Linked DNA regions of Drosophila melanogaster: regions 1 and 3 are each linked to region 2. The links are chromatin contacts, called in public Hi-C maps. All regions are on one chromosome and are shown on one strand. The core of a region is the stretch at or near the end of the contact, and the rest is flanking DNA. Distances in the headings are between cores, read along the strand shown. Region 1 overlaps Lim1 (LIM homeobox 1). Region 2 overlaps CG12075. Region 3 overlaps rdgA (retinal degeneration A).

What was found. Hi-C and Micro-C count contacts between places; a contact is called where the count stands out from the background.
Region 1: a Hi-C map of the Kc167 cell line shows a contact between it and region 2, with 2.0 times the contacts expected there. The contact joins two enhancer-like sites. A contact is called at or near these places in 6 of 107 Hi-C or Micro-C datasets (the D17-c3 cell line, the Kc167 cell line, cellular blastoderm embryo and 2 more) and 1 of 6 datasets of contacts at active chromatin or transcription factors (the Kc167 cell line).
Region 3: a Hi-C map of the Kc167 cell line shows a contact between it and region 2, with 2.2 times the contacts expected there. The contact joins two enhancer-like sites. A contact is called at or near these places in 2 of 107 Hi-C or Micro-C datasets (the Kc167 cell line and embryo).

Annotation. Positions count from the first base shown.
Region 1 is chrX:8,756,270-8,759,700 of dm6, reverse strand. It overlaps Lim1 (LIM homeobox 1), which reads left to right. Exons shown (of 7, transcript NM_132277.3): 6 at 745-1,006; 7 at 1,297-2,441. The coding sequence ends at 1,676. Among named protein-coding and RNA genes, the nearest start is that of lncRNA:CR43297, 33 kb to the right of the region's middle. Within about 2 kb of position 1,715, at least 35 of the 39 cell types and tissues checked have an H3K27ac peak or open chromatin away from gene starts, as enhancers often do. A contact at or near this core is called in the Kc167 cell line and cellular blastoderm embryo, where this site is marked.
Region 2 is chrX:8,868,945-8,872,371 of dm6, reverse strand. CG12075 reads right to left here. Exons shown (of 5, transcript NM_001258653.1): 4 at 2,464-3,158; 5 at 1-2,395. The coding sequence ends at 492. Among named protein-coding and RNA genes, the nearest start is that of Moe, 28 kb to the left of the region's middle. Within about 2 kb of position 2,176, at least 17 of the 39 cell types and tissues checked have an H3K27ac peak or open chromatin away from gene starts, as enhancers often do. A contact at or near this core is called in the Kc167 cell line and cellular blastoderm embryo, where this site is marked.
Region 3 is chrX:8,995,970-8,999,212 of dm6, reverse strand. All of the region lies in intron 3 of rdgA (retinal degeneration A), which reads right to left. The region is part of intron 2 of lncRNA:CR43836 (long non-coding RNA:CR43836); the gene reads left to right. Among named protein-coding and RNA genes, the nearest start is that of mir-31b, 4.2 kb to the right of the region's middle. Within about 2 kb of position 1,267, at least 6 of the 39 cell types and tissues checked have an H3K27ac peak or open chromatin away from gene starts, as enhancers often do. A contact at or near this core is called in the Kc167 cell line, where this site is marked.

The sequences.
Region 1 (3,431 bases), core at 466-2,965, 110 kb after region 2:
TGCAGCAGATCATTAAAAGAGCGTCCCAGATATGAATATTAAAAGAGCCAGGCGAAAAAACGCAAAAAAAAATGAAAAAAAAAAACAAAGGAGAGGAAATAAAAAGGATGAGAATAACAAGCGAGGGACAAAGGATCGGCGGAGAGCGGCCCCAGAAAGGTGCCACTAAAACTTTTGAAATATGTTTTTATTTTATAACTTTGCATGCTGGGCACGGTGCTTCTGGAGCACCCGGAACGTAAGCCAAAGAACCGAACCGCAGAACCCAAGAGCCGAAAACCCACAGCCAGAACGTCGTAAAAATGGCATCGATGTCTGCGAAGATGCGTCTTCTGTCCGCTGTCCGCTGTCTTCAGTCCTCTCGATTTCTGTTCTGTGTTGTGGAGCGAAGTGAACTGATGTGGTCGAGTGGTGTGGGGAATGGGGCTAATTTTGCGACGGCCGCCCGGTGCGGCGGTAGCATCAATGCAAAAAAGGCCACAGCCAGCCACCAGCAGAATCAGAATCTATAGGGCCACAAGAATCGCGGGGCAGCAACAATTAGGCATGCGCCTCCATAAAGCGATGCATCGAGACATCGCAACCGGATCCACAAAGAAACCAAATAGGTTGTCCTAAAAACTCGTAGGGTGGGATTACCTAGATGCAGTACAAGTGTTCATTCCAAATAGTTTATTTAATAATTCGTACATTTTGAAAGCCTTAAACTAAACTTGTATCTACTTCCACTCAATTCATTTCCAGGTGTGGTTCCAGAATAAACGGTCGAAGGAGCGACGCATGAAACAAATCACCAGCATGGGCCGCCCGCCCTTTTTCGGTGGCGCCCGGAAAATGAGGGGCTTCCCCATGAACCTCTCGCCCGGCGGACTGGACGACGGACCCGGCTTTCCCTACTTCGCGGCGGACGCCAAGTTCGAGTTCGGCTACGGCGGACCCTTTCACCCGCACGACGGACCCTACTTTCCCGGACATCCCGGCGGACCGATGCCCTTCAATGCGCCAGGTGAGAAAAAAAAAAGCAAAGAAATAAAGTCTCAGTAGATGGAAAGTAATTACTGAAAATATTGTGATGTTATCATTATTTTTAACTAGTTTACAAAAATTTAAAGATGATAATTGTATCTTAGAAGGGACTACTTCAATTATGGCAATATACATATAGAAGAATTGAAATTGAACTGAAATTGCTTTGCCATCAAAAAGTAGTCGTATTTGGGGTATCCTAGAAACTAGCCCCTTTTGAAAATCATAAAAAAAATGAAACTAACCAGCAACTCTCTTCCAAAATCTTAGGTGGCCCCATGGACCACAGCGGACCCATTCCGATGGTGAACGAGTTCGGACTGACGCCGGAGGCGACGTTCCTTGGGCAGGCGGGCGGTCCGCCAATGCAACTGCAGTCGGCCGTCGGACCGCCGCCACCGCCGCCGCCGCCGAGCGCCGAGCACTTGATGGCCGCCGCAGCGGCAGCGGCGCAGCAACAGGCGGCGCAACAGCAGCAGCAGCAGCAGCAACAACAGCAGCAGCAGCAACAGCAGAATGCGCAACAAGCGGCGAATCAGACGCAGCAGCAGCAGCAACAAAATGGCCCCCGCACCAATTCGCCGGAGTTCATGAGCTCGGCGAATTTCAGCGAACCGCAGAATATGCAAAATGAAGGGCTCGTTTGGTAATATACGAAACAGTTGGCAACGCGGCTGCTGCTCTTCGGCAGAGAGCGAGAGCGAGAGCGAGAGAGAGCGGCGCGAGTGGAAGAGTAAATGAGAGGGAAGGAGAGTCAGATGTAGTGCCGTCTCGTTCTGGCCAAAGGCTAAGCCCCACCCCCTCTGCTACGTTTTGTTTTTGTTATACTTTTATTATTATTATTATTATTAAAACTGTGCTATTTTTTTGTATTTCAATTCGGCGCCAAAATATTTGTAAATTATAAAACAAAAAACACAAAAAAAAAAACAAATAGACAAAGGAAATCTCTCTTAAATGTATAAAAATCAAATAATGGGCGCTGCACATAGTAAACAATTTTTTTTAACAAACAAAAACATAAAAAACACAAAAGAAAAGCTCTAAAAAAATTAAATTAAACCCAAACACTAAACGTCTTGTCTGTAATTAAAACAAAAATACTATTTATGTGTATCAGTGTATAAAAACAAAATGAAAAACTGTAGTCTTAAAAAAAGGATCTGCATAAAGAGATTTTTTTTTTTGTAAATTAGCACATTTTATTCGTATATCTAAAATTTGTTTATTTTTGCCTGCATTTTTTGACGAAAAACGTTTTTTTTTTTTTATATTATTACACGTAACATATGGATATATATTATAATCGTTGTCTAACAACATAAACGTAACTAGGCATGTACTAGCTCCTAAGTCTACATAAACCAGATATTATATATACAAGAGCTACATACGGCAGCACACACGTACACGGCAAAAAAAAAGAAAAGAAAAAAGAAACACATAGCAAACTAAACTAAACTTTTTTTTTTTTTTTGTGGTCTTAGAACTTAAGCGAACGTAATTTATTATAAACAAATGGATAAAAAAAATGAGACGAATGGGAGGAGGAAGCAGCAGAAATGCTAAAACTAAATGTAAACCTAGAAAAGGATGACACCTAAACAAAATTACACGTATATATAAAAGGTATATGAGCATAAATATATAAATTTTCCAATTATAATGATATAGCAGCGAAAAAAAACGAGACAAAAATCCCCCAGCTAACAATTTTGATTATTATTATGACGATGCGAATTATTATTATTATTGTAAAAAGTATTTAGTGTTAGCATAATGAGTAAGTTTATTAAAGAACAGAAACAACAACAACCACAAAACAGACAACTAAATCCTTATATTCATCAAGCGATTAAAAATGAAATGTGCAAACGAAACGGCAGCAAAAGAAAAGTAAAGAAATATAATAAAGGCTAAAAAGGAATGTGAAAATTGCAAGGAAAGGCGCCCGAGAAATTCACATAGGAATAAGCGCGCGGCAAAGGAGGAAAAATCAATAATAAATAAACACAAATTGTTAACAAAACCTAAAACATAAAAAGCATGACGATGAAGAGCAACAAACAAAAAACGGAAATGAAAGAAACATTTGATGAGAAAAAAATATATATAAAATAAAAAATTAAACAAAACTGTGTGTTTAGCTTTGGAACAGGTTGCTATAATGCGGTGACTTCTCTTGACCCATTTACAGGGTATTCTACATTGATTTGATCTGAAAAAGAGATAAGTAAGTAATGTCTGCATTTGCAAAAATCGGTAGATCTCACTAACTTTATTGGTCCTAAGATAACATCCCTCTAATTGGCTCTTCCGAGTAATTCAACTTGCAATGTAAACAAGCTAAGTAACTCAAAGATGCATTTAAATTCCTCTAACTAATAACACCCTATAAATATTGT
Region 2 (3,427 bases), core at 927-3,426:
CAATGGCCCCCCATTTTAGGCGCGTTCTCAAGTCGGGGCAGGAATGAATGGATATATATATGTATATATAGTTGTATATCTCGATTGAGAGGCCATACTTTGCTATAACAATTGAGTATATATATGGATTATACGTGATTGCTAGCAAAGTGCTTACAATCCTTTTGGAGTCGTCGTAAGCAGTAGCCACTGTTGTTTCTTCTTAGACTTAAATGTTTACATGGATATTTGTTTTCTTTTCTTTTCGTTAGTCGAGTGTCGCAGAAATCTCTGTGTATTTTATATTTTTTGTAAATCTCAAAAGTATGCATTTGGATTCTAAACAAAAAACAAAATAAATTTTCTTTTCAAATCCCTGGAGATTTTTTGCGACATTTGTTCTCCACCCATTCGATTAGTTTGGACTTCGTTGCACGGTTTTCACTTTTGGTCAGGGCTGCTCTGATTCCAAGAGCAAGAACCACACTTAATGGCTAAGTTCCGGATCCTACTCAATAGGGATTAACTGCCGCCAGACCAACTCTTCCGCCGGTCCGGGCGAAAACGGGCTCCGCATAGCTGTGCCTATAGCCCTTGGCCATTTGGGTTAGTGGCTTGCCCGAATTGCCACCGGAAGAAGCACCGCTGCCACCACCACCACCACCACCACCACCACTTCCGCCTACATCAACAGATTGTATGGGCGTGGCTGCTGGTGAGGGATATCGCTCCATGTGGCCGCGACCCGAACCCGTTGTCGATGGATTCTTGGTTTCCACGCTCTGCAGGAATTCGCGTGAGTGGGCGCGTCCACCGGGTCTTTCACGCTCCCTCTCATGCCGATAGGGATCTCGGGACTGATCTCGATTGTAGTCCCGATCTCTATCCCGCTCTCTGTCACGCACGCTGCGCTCCAAGTGCCTGGGTGGCTCCGGTTCCCATTCGCCGCGCGATCTGGCTCGGGATCGGTTTAGGTCACGTGGATTGGACTTTTCGCTGATCACCACCGGCGGTTCCTCCTCCTCGCTCCACTGCTCGTACGTGCTGGGTGGCTCGACGGAACCGCGACGCCGGCGCGATGACGACCGATACGGATCCCGGTGCGGTGTGTCGCGCTCATCCACGTCCGGATAGCGATTTACCGCCGGACGCTGTTCCATGGCCCGAAACTTGTCCTTGGCATCGTGGAAGCGATCACGCTGTGAACTCTGCGTGACCGGTGGCTCCCTGTAGTCCCGGTCACGATCTCGCTCCCTCTCCCGTTCCCGTTCCCTGGTCTTGGGAGTAGCTTCTGCGTAACGCATGCCCGTCGACTTCATCATCTTCTCCATGCTCTGTATATAGGGCAGACTCTCGGCCTCCCTGTATGGATTGCGATCACGGGAATGCTCCCTGTCGCGTTCGTGATCCCTTCGCCGCTCGCGTTCCGCATCCCTGGGATGATCTCTGTCACCTCGATCCCTGTCATGTCGACGTTCCGTGGTCCTTTGTCCCAGATCCGTGCCCCTGTGCACGGCAGCGTATTTGTTGTGACCCGCCGAGCCACCCGTGGATGTGGTCACTCCACCACCGGTGGGATGATCGAAGGGGGGCAGATGCTCCGTCGTTGACTCCACATAGCGCTGGCGATAGCGCTGATCCTCGCCAGCACCGTAATTTTTGAGCAGCTGCTGCTTCTTGCTGGTATACTCCATGAACTTTTGCTTGTCGGTGAGATTCTCCTTGCGTTGATGGTGATGCACTGGTGGGCCCTGCGTCTGTTGGTGATGCAATGGCAGTGACTCACTGCCCGGATCCGAGTCATCGAAATCATCGTGGTTGTCATCCAGACGAGAGCGTGACTTTCGATCCCTCGTTGGCTCGTGGGCCAACTTTTTGTTCAGCAGACGATTGATCTCGTTGTACTTATCCGTGTCCCTCAATTTGGCCGGCTGATGATTGACGGCGGCTTGCTGCTGCTCCTGCTGCATCACCCGATTGAACTTGGCATCGTAGTCGGCCGGACGCATTATGATCGGCTTGATCTCATCCTCGCGGCTCCACGACTTGTTCGAAATGGATGCCGGAGTCTTGGTACGTTCGCGATCTCGTTCTCGTTCTCGATCCCGGTCGCGCTCACGGTCACGTTCCCGCTCCCGTTCTCTGTTCCTCTCGAGCTCTCGCTCTCGCTCTCGATCTCGATCTCGCTCCCTCTCCCGTTCACGCTCCCTGTTCCTCTCCAGCTCCCGCTCTCGCTCCAATTCCCTTTCGCTGGGACGCGGCTGATATGGTTTGGCTGGCAGATCCCGCAGATAGCTATCCTCCGGCGGCTGGACGGCGCTCTTTCGCTTGAGTTGCGCGTGATGGGGCAATGCGATTTGTGACGGCTTCAGAGCAATAACCGAGTTGTCCGCCTCGTTCGACCAGTGCTCGTCATCTGGAGTTAAGTTAGTTGGAACTTCTATAGAATACTATATATCATATTGTTAGTTAATAGCCACTTACCACTGGAACTGTTGAGCTCCTGACGCTCGGGACTTGGTGCCAGATCGGATCCAATGCCCGATGATCCGCGCGAGGAAACCTGCTTGCCATTGGCGTTGGCCGCCGCTCCGCCGGCCACATTGGCGACACCCGGCACCTGACTCTTCGGCGATCCGCCCACAATTAGTGCGTTCCGACAGCGTCGCAACTCGATGGCCGTCAGGTTGCCCTTGGATCGGTGCACCGTATCGTAATCCCTTGGCGGTAGCAGCAATGGCGGCCCATTACCATTCAACTTGGCCCTCAGCTCGGCGGCCAGGGAATCGAAGAGGTCGCTATTCTGCTGCGGCGTCAACGGCGGATGGTGCAGCGAATGTGGCGGATGATGTGGATGGGCATGCGGATGGGACTTGGAATTGCCGTGCGGCGGCGATCGGGAAACGGGCGAGGAGCCACCAGCAACCAGGCCGTGCTCTTCGCTGCACTCCGATTCCCGGGTGCTGTTGCCCGTATCGCTGCCCAACGAGCTGCTGAATCTCTTCGGAGATGAGGTCTCGTGGCGGCGACCCTCACGATAACCACCCGATGTTTGTGACTGCAGTTGGTGATGATGGTGCGATCCCGGACCTGTTCCGCCGGACGACGAGGACTTGCCATTCGATTCGTGGCGCTTCTCGTTGCTACCGTTCATGGGAATCGGCGGCAGGATGCCCAATCTGCCAAAAAGGTTAGTTGTAGTCAGTTTTTTTTGTACGAGGAATTCATATTTTGTAAGAGGCGCAACCGTTAGCTACTAGAATTTTCACAATATTTTTCCACTTCGCCAGGCAGCTTTTCCAACTTTATCGATGGTGACAGCCTGGCTAGGCGGCACTTTTCAAAGCAGAATTTCCGCGAAGCCATCGAGTGAGCTTCTCGAGGCATTTAAGATATTTAAACTCGTGGTTGTGGATGTGATCTTGGCTGTGGATGTGGATGTGGATGT
Region 3 (3,243 bases), core at 18-2,517, 130 kb before region 2:
GCCAAACAAATTTTTGCTGACCAATTTCGTGAGTCCCAAACAAACGCACAAGCACACACTCACTCGCACTCGCACACAAAAGCCCTCGCATCGAAGGTTTTCGCAAATTGAAAAATCCTTTTATCGCCATCGGTGCTAAAATTGTTTGTTTGAAGTATTTTTGAAAACTGCTGCCAGTTGCATGGCTGAAAAATGCAGGGGCCAAAACCATTGACGACCTTTGTCATCGTTTCCATAAAAATGTTGTGCTAAGGTAATTCCCTTACGCATAATTGAAATGGAAAAATAGGTAAATTAAAAAAATAGTGATTAATAATTAAAAATAACACTAAGAAATTTGGTTTTTTCTTTTAGAAATATGTAGAATGTGATAGGTATATGAAATATTAAACGCAAATGCCGCGAGGGCAATCAGATTCGTGGTCGTGATGCGTGTTGCCTTTTGACCTGGTCATGGATATTCTTGTTTGCCGTTTGAAGCGATGTGCAGTTTACCCGCCCTTCTTTTGTTGTATTTTAAAACTTTTTTCTTTTGCCTCCTGCTTTGCTTTCTATTCCCTTTCAATCCATTCGAAAAACATACAGGTGCACGTGTGTGTTTAGTTGAAAGTGCTAAATTGACGGGCGATGCGGTTCGCTACGGTTCGGTTTGATTCCGGGCTGGAAAATGGATGAGACTGAGGGGAAATGGGGCGAGAGGCGGTTTCGTTTTACAGACAATAGGTGGCTAAAGAAAAACAACGGCAAAAAAAAAAAAAAAAAAGAATCCATTATGGCATACCTTTGGCATGTGCCGCGAGTCCTCTGGTGGCGCGGGGTCACCACTCGATGAAAAAGGGGGTCACCATGGGCGAAACTGATGGTGGGGTCTCAAATGCGAACACGAATGCGAGTGTGAGCTAAAAAAAAGGGATGCGGCCGGACAAAGAGCGATCCTTTCCAACCAAAACCCCCCACCCCTTCGTTTTCTTTTCTCCAAACGCTCCTGTTTGTGTGGGTCGCAAATTGAAAGCGTGAAATTAAATGAAAATGATATAGCTTTGAAATTGAATTCCATAGAAATGCCGAAAGTTTGCCAGGTGACAGCATGGAATGGTATTGTGAGTCGCAAAGAATTTGTTAGAGTGCGTAATTAGAAAAACTGCCGGGGCATCTGACCTTCGACGAGTTATCCAGATTTAATTGGAAAATGCAGGAAAAGCAGGTGCATTCATAGGTGCATAGCCTATTTCCGTACTGAGATTGATTCGATTGCGATTGCCTACTTTTCGGCATTTTTCAAAACAATAGTCTTGCTACAAAAAACGATTAAGCCGTTAACCCATTAAAGTCACAACAATGGCATAGCTTTTAAATTCCCTTTGCGCAGAAGTTTAAGAAACCAAAACTTTTAGAGAATGTACCGACCACAAGCAAAGTTTCTTCAACAATTGCCCTGATTTATGCCACTTTAGTTAAGGGTGAATACTTTGTAATTAAGTAAATTTCCGGCCAAGTAAAATGCCCATAAATCTTGGACATTGTTCGCCACTCAGTTAATTAGTCGAGAACTGACAGATTGTGCTTGGCAGCGATAAGCCAGCAATTCGAATGGGAAACCATTTTCAATTGACCAGCCCCACATTCGCACACATTTTCCCCCTTAACTTACTGCATCGTTTAAGGGGCCAAATCAATTATATACACACGTATATTTATATATTTATATGTATATATATATAGAGAGTGAGAGAGACTGGATTATTACAAACACGTTATTTATTTGCCGACCCCTTGACTTGACGCCGCTGCCCTTTGCCGTTTGCCCTGCCATCCACTTCCCTGATGGCCTCGTAATTGTTCAGAGCCCGCGTGGCACTAAGTAAAAAGTTTTGTATAATTTTTCATAAAGGCACAGCCCGACAAGGAGCCACAACAACAATATGAAATATATATATATTACACATATATATAATATGTACAGCATTTCAAAGCGCTGCAAGTGGAGCAACTGGGGATTCGGTGGCGTATGAGGAATTTCCTTATTATGTGACCGAGCAAACCGAACGCCATATCCTCGGGATTCACTTCACTTCGGCTGGGAATTGGGGATATACCCCCACCCCCCCCCCTTTGGCTGTGTGCCCCTGCATTTTAGTCTGGCTCATTAAAGGTGCCACAAAAATGAGAGCGCTTCACTTACAGGCCCCATAAACAATTTGCTGAAATTAATTCGGACTTTCCCCCTTTTAAATGTTTAAAAAAAAAAAAAAATTAAACTGCTCTTAAGTGAAACATACATCAAAATTTTCGCCGAGAAAATTAGAAAGTTCTTCACCTTTCCAACTCGAAAGCGAAAATGGATACTAGTAAAATTTCGTAATTTATTGAAATAAAGCAATTTGTGAACTTTTGGCAAGAATTTAATTGGTCCGAGTGGCTGACTTCCCCCATTTTTTTTTTTTTCGTATTTTCCTCGCCCAGACGCTGAAAATTAATCCGCGGCATTTTAATTTTTCCGGCGGAGTAAAACTCGTGGAAATTGAGTTAGTCAGGCGTGGATCTGCGGTCAAGGAATGAGGGGTTTGGGAAGTTGTCTAAAATAAAAAGAAGAAAAATATGTTAATTTCAATTAATTGTTGGCAGCAGGGAAAGGAAGGAAAAAAAAAAAGGAAACCAAGAACGAAACGAAAAATTGGTTAAAATGGAGAAGAGTTTACGCTTGATGGGGTAAGGGTTTCCAATTTTCTTTGGGTTTGGGTTTGGGTTTTGGATCTTCTTCCTTTTGTCAGAATAACTTGGAAGCAGCATCATAATTTGCTGCCATTTGTCGCTGCCACAAAAAAAAAAAAAAAGAAAAAAAAGAAAGAAGACAAGACGAGAAGTGTGTTTTTGTTGCACTTAATGACTGTTAGGGAAATTTTATAACGCGTGGCATTTTTGGGCGCCAAGAACTTTATCGAAAGAGGGAGGGGGGAAGGCCAAAAGTGTTCCCGGAAATTCAGTAGAATATTTAAATAAATTTTTGACAGAGTAAAACTCGGCAAACAAAACGAAAAGTGAATGGAAAAACTTTTTCAGCAGCCTCAACCCCAAAACCCAGCCCATTTTCATTCTGGCTAATTTTCTCCTCGTTTTTTTTTCGCTCTGTTTTCTTTTTGCAAACTGGAGTTGTTGCACGTGTCCTGGGGATCCAAGGATGCGATCGAAGGTCTAAGGACGTGCCCGATGATTTGGCATATTTATCAATGGCATCGAAATGCG